Regions from separate parts of the Mus musculus genome. Here region 2 is linked to region 1. A link is a contact called in public promoter capture Hi-C data. All regions are on one chromosome and are shown on one strand. The core of a region is the stretch at or near the end of the contact, and the rest is flanking DNA. Distances in the headings are between cores, read along the strand shown. Region 1 overlaps Pou6f2 (POU domain, class 6, transcription factor 2). Region 2 holds the start of Vps41 (VPS41 HOPS complex subunit).

Region 1 (4,209 bases), core at 764-3,263:
TTCCCTCTAGCTTCTTCAAAGGGCTTCCCAGTCAGGTTGTCTGACCATCTACTTATGTAACTCTTGCTATTTATCCGCTAACATTGGCTTACTATATTAATAAACTCACACATTCAAAACCAAAGGCATGGCTATCATAGATCATTCTGCAGAAGGATGAAGAACGGGTGCTTAAAGATTGGAAAGTTTCAGAAAATGATACTGCTGTATTTGAAGATCCAAGAGTCCAGGAACAAAATTCCCTTTATTTCTGCCATAATGTGATTTTGTGTATGTCTGCGTGTGCAGCTCCTGCCTTCTTCTTGTGTATGTCTGCCTTCCAGCTCTACACATTGTCATTTACCTCTTAATTACAACATGCTTTTCTTTCTTTCTTTTTCCTTCCTTTTGATTTTTACATGTTGGCCCTTTACCTCCCATCATGCTATGCAGCAGGCACTCCATCATTGATAACCACTATTTTTTTTTCAGCACCATGATAATAAAATTAAAGGCAGATTATTTACAAAACACTTCAAAAATCATTACAGGGAAACACAGAGGGCCAAAGCCAGGGCTGGGGTAAGAGTAATTCCTGCAGAACCTGATGGGTGGGACAGAGAGCATGGTCTGAGTATGGTCCTGCTGTGGTTGACTGGGGCAGTTGGATCGTTCGGCAGCCTTTGTGGTGAATCTTGTGCATCTCGTATCCCATATCCCAAAGTAAAACAGTTTTACTACTGTTCATGTCTCTGCTATAATGAGACACTTGGAACAGGACCCTAGTTTAAACATGGAATTAATTTGTTTCCCATCTACCCTGTACACTTAGCCAGAAGGCAATTTTATATGGTATTTTTAGTATGTCAGTTTGCTGAAATTTCCATTTAAAGAGTTGTGTTAATAATCAGATTTTCGAGCATTTTGGAGTCTTATATTAGGGATGTTCAACCTGTATTACATCCTTTTGGGATACGGTCATGTTTATCATGACTTTGAACCCCTTAGCCTGGTCAGTACAGACTCACATCTGACCAGTGTTCATATAGCTATTCTCCAAGACCAATTAAAGTTCTTTCTTGGATACATTTTAGCCATACAACTGTCATTAAAATTTCCTGCAGATCCTTGCCAAGGGAATTCAGAGGGTGGGTCAAACACAAACTCAGCTGGATTCCAGCCTCTGATAAAGGACTGGCGAATCCAAGTCTTCACAAGAATTCTCTCTCCCAGTGGGGAGAGATGCTTTGATACATCTGAAACCTGCACTTCCAAGGAGAAGGCAGACACCTTTCTCTTCCTGTTATTATTTGATATGTTAGCAATTAGAAAGTGTCCGGGCTTTTGAACACGAAGGGTTAAACGCACTTCCACTGGTAAAGGATTCTTCCAGAAAACTCCTTGGAGACACTCATAATTAATTTGATCTTCTCCAGTCATTAGCTCAGAGTCATAGCGACGTGTCCGCACACTGCTCTATTAATTCACTGGAGATCACTTCCCAGGATTCATTTAGTTAAGCAGCACTGTTGGATTACATTTTAAACCCCTTAAAAATAGTTGTAATTGATGTCTGTTTACAGAAGCTTAGTTTAATGGAGTCCACGCTGGATGGAAAGGGTGCTCACCAGCCTCAGAGGGTGGCTTATATACAGCTCAGCTGCAAAAGTACCAAGTTGAATTAAAAACACTGCTGACGAAATAATTATTATTAGAAACTCTCCTTGTTTTAATGTTCACAGTTGCATATAAATTGTGAAGCCTTTCTCTTGCAACAGTGGGGAGGACTGACTGGAAGCTGCCTGCCCCTATAGAAAGGTACATGGAAACCTTGTAAATACGTCTACTTTATTTTCAATATGCCAGACATGGGTTACAATCATGTGGGTGATATTTGAAGAGAAGCTGTGGATATAAAATGTGAAATTCTCTAAAGGAAGTAGGCCAGAAAGGCAGTTACACTACCTTAAGTTTCTCCTATGTGTCCTTGCTCCAAAGCCACGACAGAGCTAGCGGGGCAGTGAGTCACCGGAAGTGGTCAGTGGAGTAAACACCTGGGCCTCAGGCCTGGGAGCGCCACTGGCTTGAACTCTTTAGATTTCAGAGGTAATTAGAATAGAATTTTCATAATTTATAGTAAACTTATTGGCTCTCTCTCTCTCTCTCTCTCTCTCTCTCTGTCTGTCTCTTTCTTCCTTCCTTCTTTCCTTCCTTTCTATCTCGCTTTCTTTCTCCCCCTCCACCACTTTGTAAAGAGCAATCAAGAAGTGCCTGAGGTATGCGTTTGACCTTTCTGTTTATTTCAGCAGGCCTGCTTTTCTCTGCCTGGACAAACTTTACCTTTCCTTCAAAGTTCAGCCTTTGGCCTAACAGCCTCTTCTAATAATCCTTCTCTGACAATAAGAGCAAATACTTTTATGTTGCAGAGACATTTAGAGGTTTTTCTAATCAATTTAGGATGCCTTCTTGGATTCATTCCTTGGAACAATTCTTTGTGATATTTAAGAAGTATATGTTAGTTACCAGTATTTTCACAAACATAACACAGCTGCTCCTTTGTGTCCAAAGGTCCCACATTATAGATTCAAATGTATTTTAAAGATGTTTTAAAACATTTATACTGGTGCTGAAAATGTATAGACATTTTTTCTTATCACAGCTCCCTAAGCAAATATACAACATTTATATTGTATTGGGCATTGTAATGAATCAAGGTATGATCTTAAGAATATAGAAAGATATAGCCTTTTATGTGGAAATACTGTGCTGTTATATTTAAGGGTTGAGCGTCTGCAGATGTTCATATTCTTGAGAAGATTCAGGACCCATTCCCTTATGAATATCAAGAAATGATTGTCTTATTACACTGATATATGCATATATGGCCACTCTTGTCTCTTTATGTGATTAAAACATAAAACATGACTAGAAACAATTTAGGGTTTATTTGGCTTACACTTTCAGGTCATAGGCTCTCATTGAGGGAAGTCAGGGCAGGGACACAAACAGGAATCTTGAAGCAGAAACCCTGGAGGAGCTCTGCTTGCTGGGCTACCTTGTTCTAAGGCCCATGCTTAGCTAACTTATATATTCCAGAATCATTTGCCTAGGCATGGCATTGCTCACAGTGGGCTGGGCCATCCTAGACCAATTAAGACAGTCAAGAAAATCTTTTAAAGGTATACCCTATTCTAATATGATAAAGACAATTACTCAATCAAGATTTTTCTTTTATGATATGGTTCTAGGCTATGTTAATTTAACAGTTAAAGCTAAGTGGGAGGATGGTACGCTCTGTGAATAAAATCAGGGTATTATAATGCCGTGATGTATGCCCCGTTTGGGATGGAAGTTAGTGATAGAACTTGGGGGGTTTAGATAACACATGTTTTTCTTATTCTGTCAGATGCAATAAGCACAATAAGAAAATGTGAAGTACGTGCAAATGGCAGTGCATGCTTGTATGTGTGTATGCAAATGTTTGTACATCTACAAGTCCTCTTCCATTTGTAATGGACATCAACACAAACAGGCTCATCCAAAGTGGAAAACAACATCAATGCAAAATGCATTTTACTACTCCAACCTAGAGTACAGCGCACTACAGGGGATACACTTTTTCCTTGCTGATCAATGTGGCTGGCTATGAGTTGTAGCTTGGGGTTTAACTCAGCACCCAGAGAGGATTATGTTGTACACTGTAAGTCTGGGTGAAGATACTACTTCAATATTCACAATATTGTTTCTCCTGGTTGTTTATGGCTTTCACTTCACCACAAATATGAAAAACCCTAAGTCTAACTACAGTAAGTTGGGAATCATCTGTAAGAGGTTACACAAGCCAAAGAAAACTGTAAATCTTACCAGAATCTTCAATTTTCTTTACTTTATCCAGGCTATAGCCTTGTTAAACAGTGCAATGCCATGTACCTTAATAAGCAAATACATAGTCTTCTGGTCTTTAAACGTCTACTTAAGCTCAAAATTAAAGGGTCAGTTTAAACAATACAGGAATAGTAAGATGCTTAACAGAGAACACTATACTATACAGTATGTGGATGAAGCATTAAAACAAGACGCGCTAGGTGTGATTAGGTACAATATTGAATACTATTAATTGCTAACTGTTTTAAGGTCATGGGCAATATCAAAACACATTTTTCTTATTTTAATAATACTGAAAAGAAAAAAAAGAAACCATCTTTCCTTTATTTCTTGACAAATTGGGTC
Region 2 (4,089 bases), core at 815-3,314, 410 kb after region 1:
CTCTTTCATGTCTGTGTCAGATCAAAACAGGAGACAGCCAGTCTCACCAGATGCTGTGGATCCAGTTCACAATGAGAAAAGGAAAAATGATGGTTTGTGAAGACAATCAGAGGAACAGAAGATTTAGATGTCTTCTATTTCCCGTGGAAATTAAACTTAGGGCTTGCTCTGTGTCTGCTATGCAGGAGCTTGTTGCACAGCACTAGCTTCTGAATCAAACAATATCCATCTTCATCTGCTTGTAAACAATCATTCTTTCATAGGAGGAGGTAGGGAGAGCCACTGGACCCTTACCAGCCTCTCATCCCAATCTCTCATCACAGCCAGCCTCATGCAGCTTTGTACTGATTGTGTGTGCCTTCATAGTTTCTGTGAGAGGTTAGAGGACTTAGGCTAGGGGAAAACAAGGAAAAGAAAACCCATGTATTGTTATGGTTAAGTCTTCAGCCAGGGAGGGTAAAAACTTTCCATTGTGGTTGCTTTGGGGCCACTTGTGCTCCAGGCAGTAGCCCTTCACCCATGCTCTGTAAGCTCAATAAGCTCATTGGTTCCCCAGGGGAGCTTGATGGGTCTGAAGTTTGGTTTGTTATTGGTACCTTAGAAAGAAGGAGATAGATTGTCTAGGCACCTGCCAGTTAAAAAAAAATTCTCACAACAAGGTCTTTCAGTAGCTTGAAGTCCACCATGAGTGCTGTTTGGGCCTGAGTGGCTTAATAACATATATAAAATTCTGTTCGATCAGACATGACCTTGGACCCTTGGTTGTGGGTGTCCAAATTAGCTGCTTGGTGCGCAGACTGGAAGAGGGGCCTCAGGAAGAGCTGGAGGTTTATTAAGGCTCTTGGGAGAAGACAAGAGTCTGAAAGATGACATCGTCATGGCTTCCAGGTCATTGAAGACCATGAGTTGAGAAAGCAACATCTAGAGACTAAGGGAAATGCTGAGTACTAAGAATATGACTTCCTACTAGGCTACTGTCAGTGGGAATTACAGGGAACGAAAGGGCACTGAGGCATCTGCCACAGTCTGCCAACTGTGCTGCCCTCTGTGAGTTGCCAGCTGCTTAAGACAATAAACAGACAATGGCTATCAGTGGATAAGATGAGTGAATTCCCACAGAATAGGAAAGATAGTTTACTTTGTCCTGAAACATAGGATAGCTCAAGTTTTCTAAATGATGTTTTTCATATTACATTTACAAATTATTATCTGACATTGTATCTTGAAGATAGTCAATGTGAGTTACGAAGCAATTAAACAATAGAGATTTATAATTTTCTATATTCATATGTCAGTTGCTATTTTTTCTCTAACGGGGGACCAGATTTGATTCACAACAGCTATATGGCAGCTCTCAAATATATGTATCTGTAATTCCAGGGAATCTGATATGCTTTTCTGACATCTGAGGACACGAGGTTCCTAAGTGTGCACAGACATACATGCAGACAAAATATCTATACAATTCAATTTTAAATTAAAATGAAAGATGTCAATTTAATGTACCAAGATACTAAATCTTTGCAGGAATACACATTATTTTCTCACTTTCCACTGTAGACTTTTTTTTTTTTATATAAATAGTCACTATCACTTTAAAAAGTGAGTGGGCAGGCACAACAACATATCAGACTAAAGAACATTTGATATAGTAGTCTTAGACTTCGGAGAGGGATAGGTTCTAAACCTAGGCTTTTTAGGTAAGTTTAGTGAAATCTCCGAGTTACTATCCTTTCCCCTGTTAATGGCGGTAACAGGAGGGATCACAGGGAGGACTAAATGAGATAATTCATAATTTTACTGTAAACGGGAGCCTGAAATAGAAAATGAGATAATTCATAATTTTACTGTAAACGGGAGCCTGAAATAGAAAGAACTTAATGCTACAATAACAACAGAACGTAGACCAACAACAAAATAACAATTTAGCATTAATTATAGATATAGTGGTGTCTCTGTTGAGCAAAAATGAGAGCTGGCTAAGGAACCAGATTAGTGTGCGGGAAAAACTACATTTCCCAGTAGGCTGTGGCCCAGGGGCTGTTTTCTCCTATTTCCGGGTATGTCACATGACTCTCAGGCTGCGCTATGGCGGAAGCAGAGGAGCAGGTAAACGCTGGCAGAACTAGTTCGGGGCAGCCGGGAGCTGGAGACCCGAGCGAGGGGTTCTGGGACGCGGAGTGCCAGGAACGTGGCAGCTCTGACCGGGCGAGTTGGGGTGGCCCTTCTCCGCGCGGATAGCGCCTTGCACACCCGCTCTGTCCGAGCCGGCCTTGCCTGGGCTCAGCCCTTCTGGTTTATGTTAAATGGGATTTTTTGAAAAAGGCAAGTTAAGAGTAGACTGCTATGCAAGGCTTTAAGGATTATTCCCGTTGCTGGCAAGACGTAGATGGAAACGTCCAGCTATAGCTGAGAAGTGGCATTGAGGTGCTGAGTACAAATTATTGCCTTTTTTTCATACAGACGTTCTGATATAGGGCGAAGGACAAAATTAAATGAAACTAACAAAATAGAAGACTCAGGCTAAAACTCGGAAGAGATTCCTTAAGTATATGTATATATGTGTATGTGTGTATATGCATATACATATATGTATACACACACACACATAGAAGCATATATATGTATGTATCATCTACCATATTTCCCCCTCATATATTAAATGCCCTGCTTGCCAGTTTCTGTGATGTTCCTTAAGACATGCATGGTGATGCTCTGTTTACTGTCCTAAGAGACATTTACTAGTGGACTTTTTACTGTTCACATCTGTGCTTTATTTTGAGTGTGCCAAAAGTTACGGAATTTGACAAGGAAAAATTTGGGTTTTGTCATTACGTTAACAAGAGCCTCTTTACTATCATTTGTGCAAACTGTCTTTTGCAGTGCAGGTCCGAGGCAAAAGAGTTTTCCTTCCCAGCAGACCTTGCTTAGTTTGACTACTGCAAGGTGGCTTTTCACATTGAGCATTTTCATTTCACGTTGAAATACAGTTGTGGTTTTGTAGTAAAACAAACATCCAAGTTAAGTTTTTAGATTAGACCCAGTGTGATAGAAATATGGAGTAGCCCTTGTATTCCCACTCATGCAGAAGAGGAATTTGCCAAGGCTGTCTGATGTTAAAATGTAGAAAATCAGGCAGATAACCTGATTCACAGTTGTGCAGTGCTTTCGAGCTTAAAAAGATCCTCACACATGGCATTTGGTCCTTCTAAAAGAATTCTGTGAGGTAAATATTTATTCTGATATGGAAGTCATATACAGCCTCCATGTCCTAAATCCTCTTGTCCCAAACTGTGGTAAAACAGTGCCCATATTGTAATCACCCTAAAGGGCCTTGAGTATCCACCCCTTCCTCGGTTCTGTGACTCTGTAAGCCACTCTGTCTCATGCTGCCTTTCTTGCTATTCTGTAACCAGTCCAGGCCTGTACCCACGCAGGACCTTTGCTCACACTGCCCCTTTTCATGATCTCTGACGTCTACAAGGCCTTCTCCCTTACTGTCCTCAGGCCTCTGGGATGGTGTGCTTTCCGATTGTGGCTCATTCTTTGAAACCACCTTCTGATGTTCGTCTACATAATACTTATGATCTTAAGCTTTTTATTTCTCCTTGTATATTCTCACTTCTGCTTGCCACATGATAAATATTTATTCATTACTGATGGCTGATATTGGGATATTGCTTAATACTTAATATATTAAATGATTGAATTTTACAGAGAAATGAATTGAAATGCAGTCAGTTTGAACTGTCTCATGCTTACATCTATAATGTTTTAGTGTCATGTCTCCAAAGCTCACATTTTCTTCACACTACCTTGTGTCTTAAAATATGCTGAAGAACCTGTCTAAATTTTATATATGAATATGTGTGTGTATATATGTGTGTGTGTGTGTGTATATATGTATGTATGTGTATATATATATATAAAAACTTTATGATGTGGAATAGCCCTTATCATCTTCATGGTTTTCCATTTAGCCCTTATTCCTGCTGTAGTGTTTTCACAGCTGATGTACTTTTAGGAAATGCATTCTTCTCCATTGCTATCAGGGCAGCCTTGAGAAAGACCAGTAGTCTACTGCCTGTT

What was found. Promoter capture Hi-C pulls out the DNA fragments that hold promoters and counts their contacts.
Region 2: a promoter capture Hi-C map of trophoblast stem cells shows a contact between it and region 1, with 3 times the contacts expected there. The contact joins the promoter of Vps41 here to the enhancer-like site in region 1. A contact is called at or near these places in 7 of 39 promoter capture datasets (cranial neural crest, embryonic stem cells, epiblast stem cells and 4 more) and 1 of 9 other capture datasets (embryonic stem cells).

The regions. Positions count from the first base shown.
Region 1 is chr13:18,307,833-18,312,041 of GRCm38.p6, forward strand. The region is part of intron 3 of Pou6f2 (POU domain, class 6, transcription factor 2); the gene reads right to left. Among named protein-coding and RNA genes, the nearest start is that of Gm31832, 29 kb to the left of the region's middle. Within about 2 kb of position 2,014, at least 9 of the 459 cell types and tissues checked have an H3K27ac peak or open chromatin away from gene starts, as enhancers often do. A contact at or near this core is called in trophoblast stem cells, where this site is marked.
Region 2 is chr13:18,715,228-18,719,316 of GRCm38.p6, forward strand. Vps41 (VPS41 HOPS complex subunit) reads left to right here and starts at 2,065. Exons shown (of 29, transcript NM_172120.4): 1 at 2,065-2,109. The coding sequence starts at 2,089.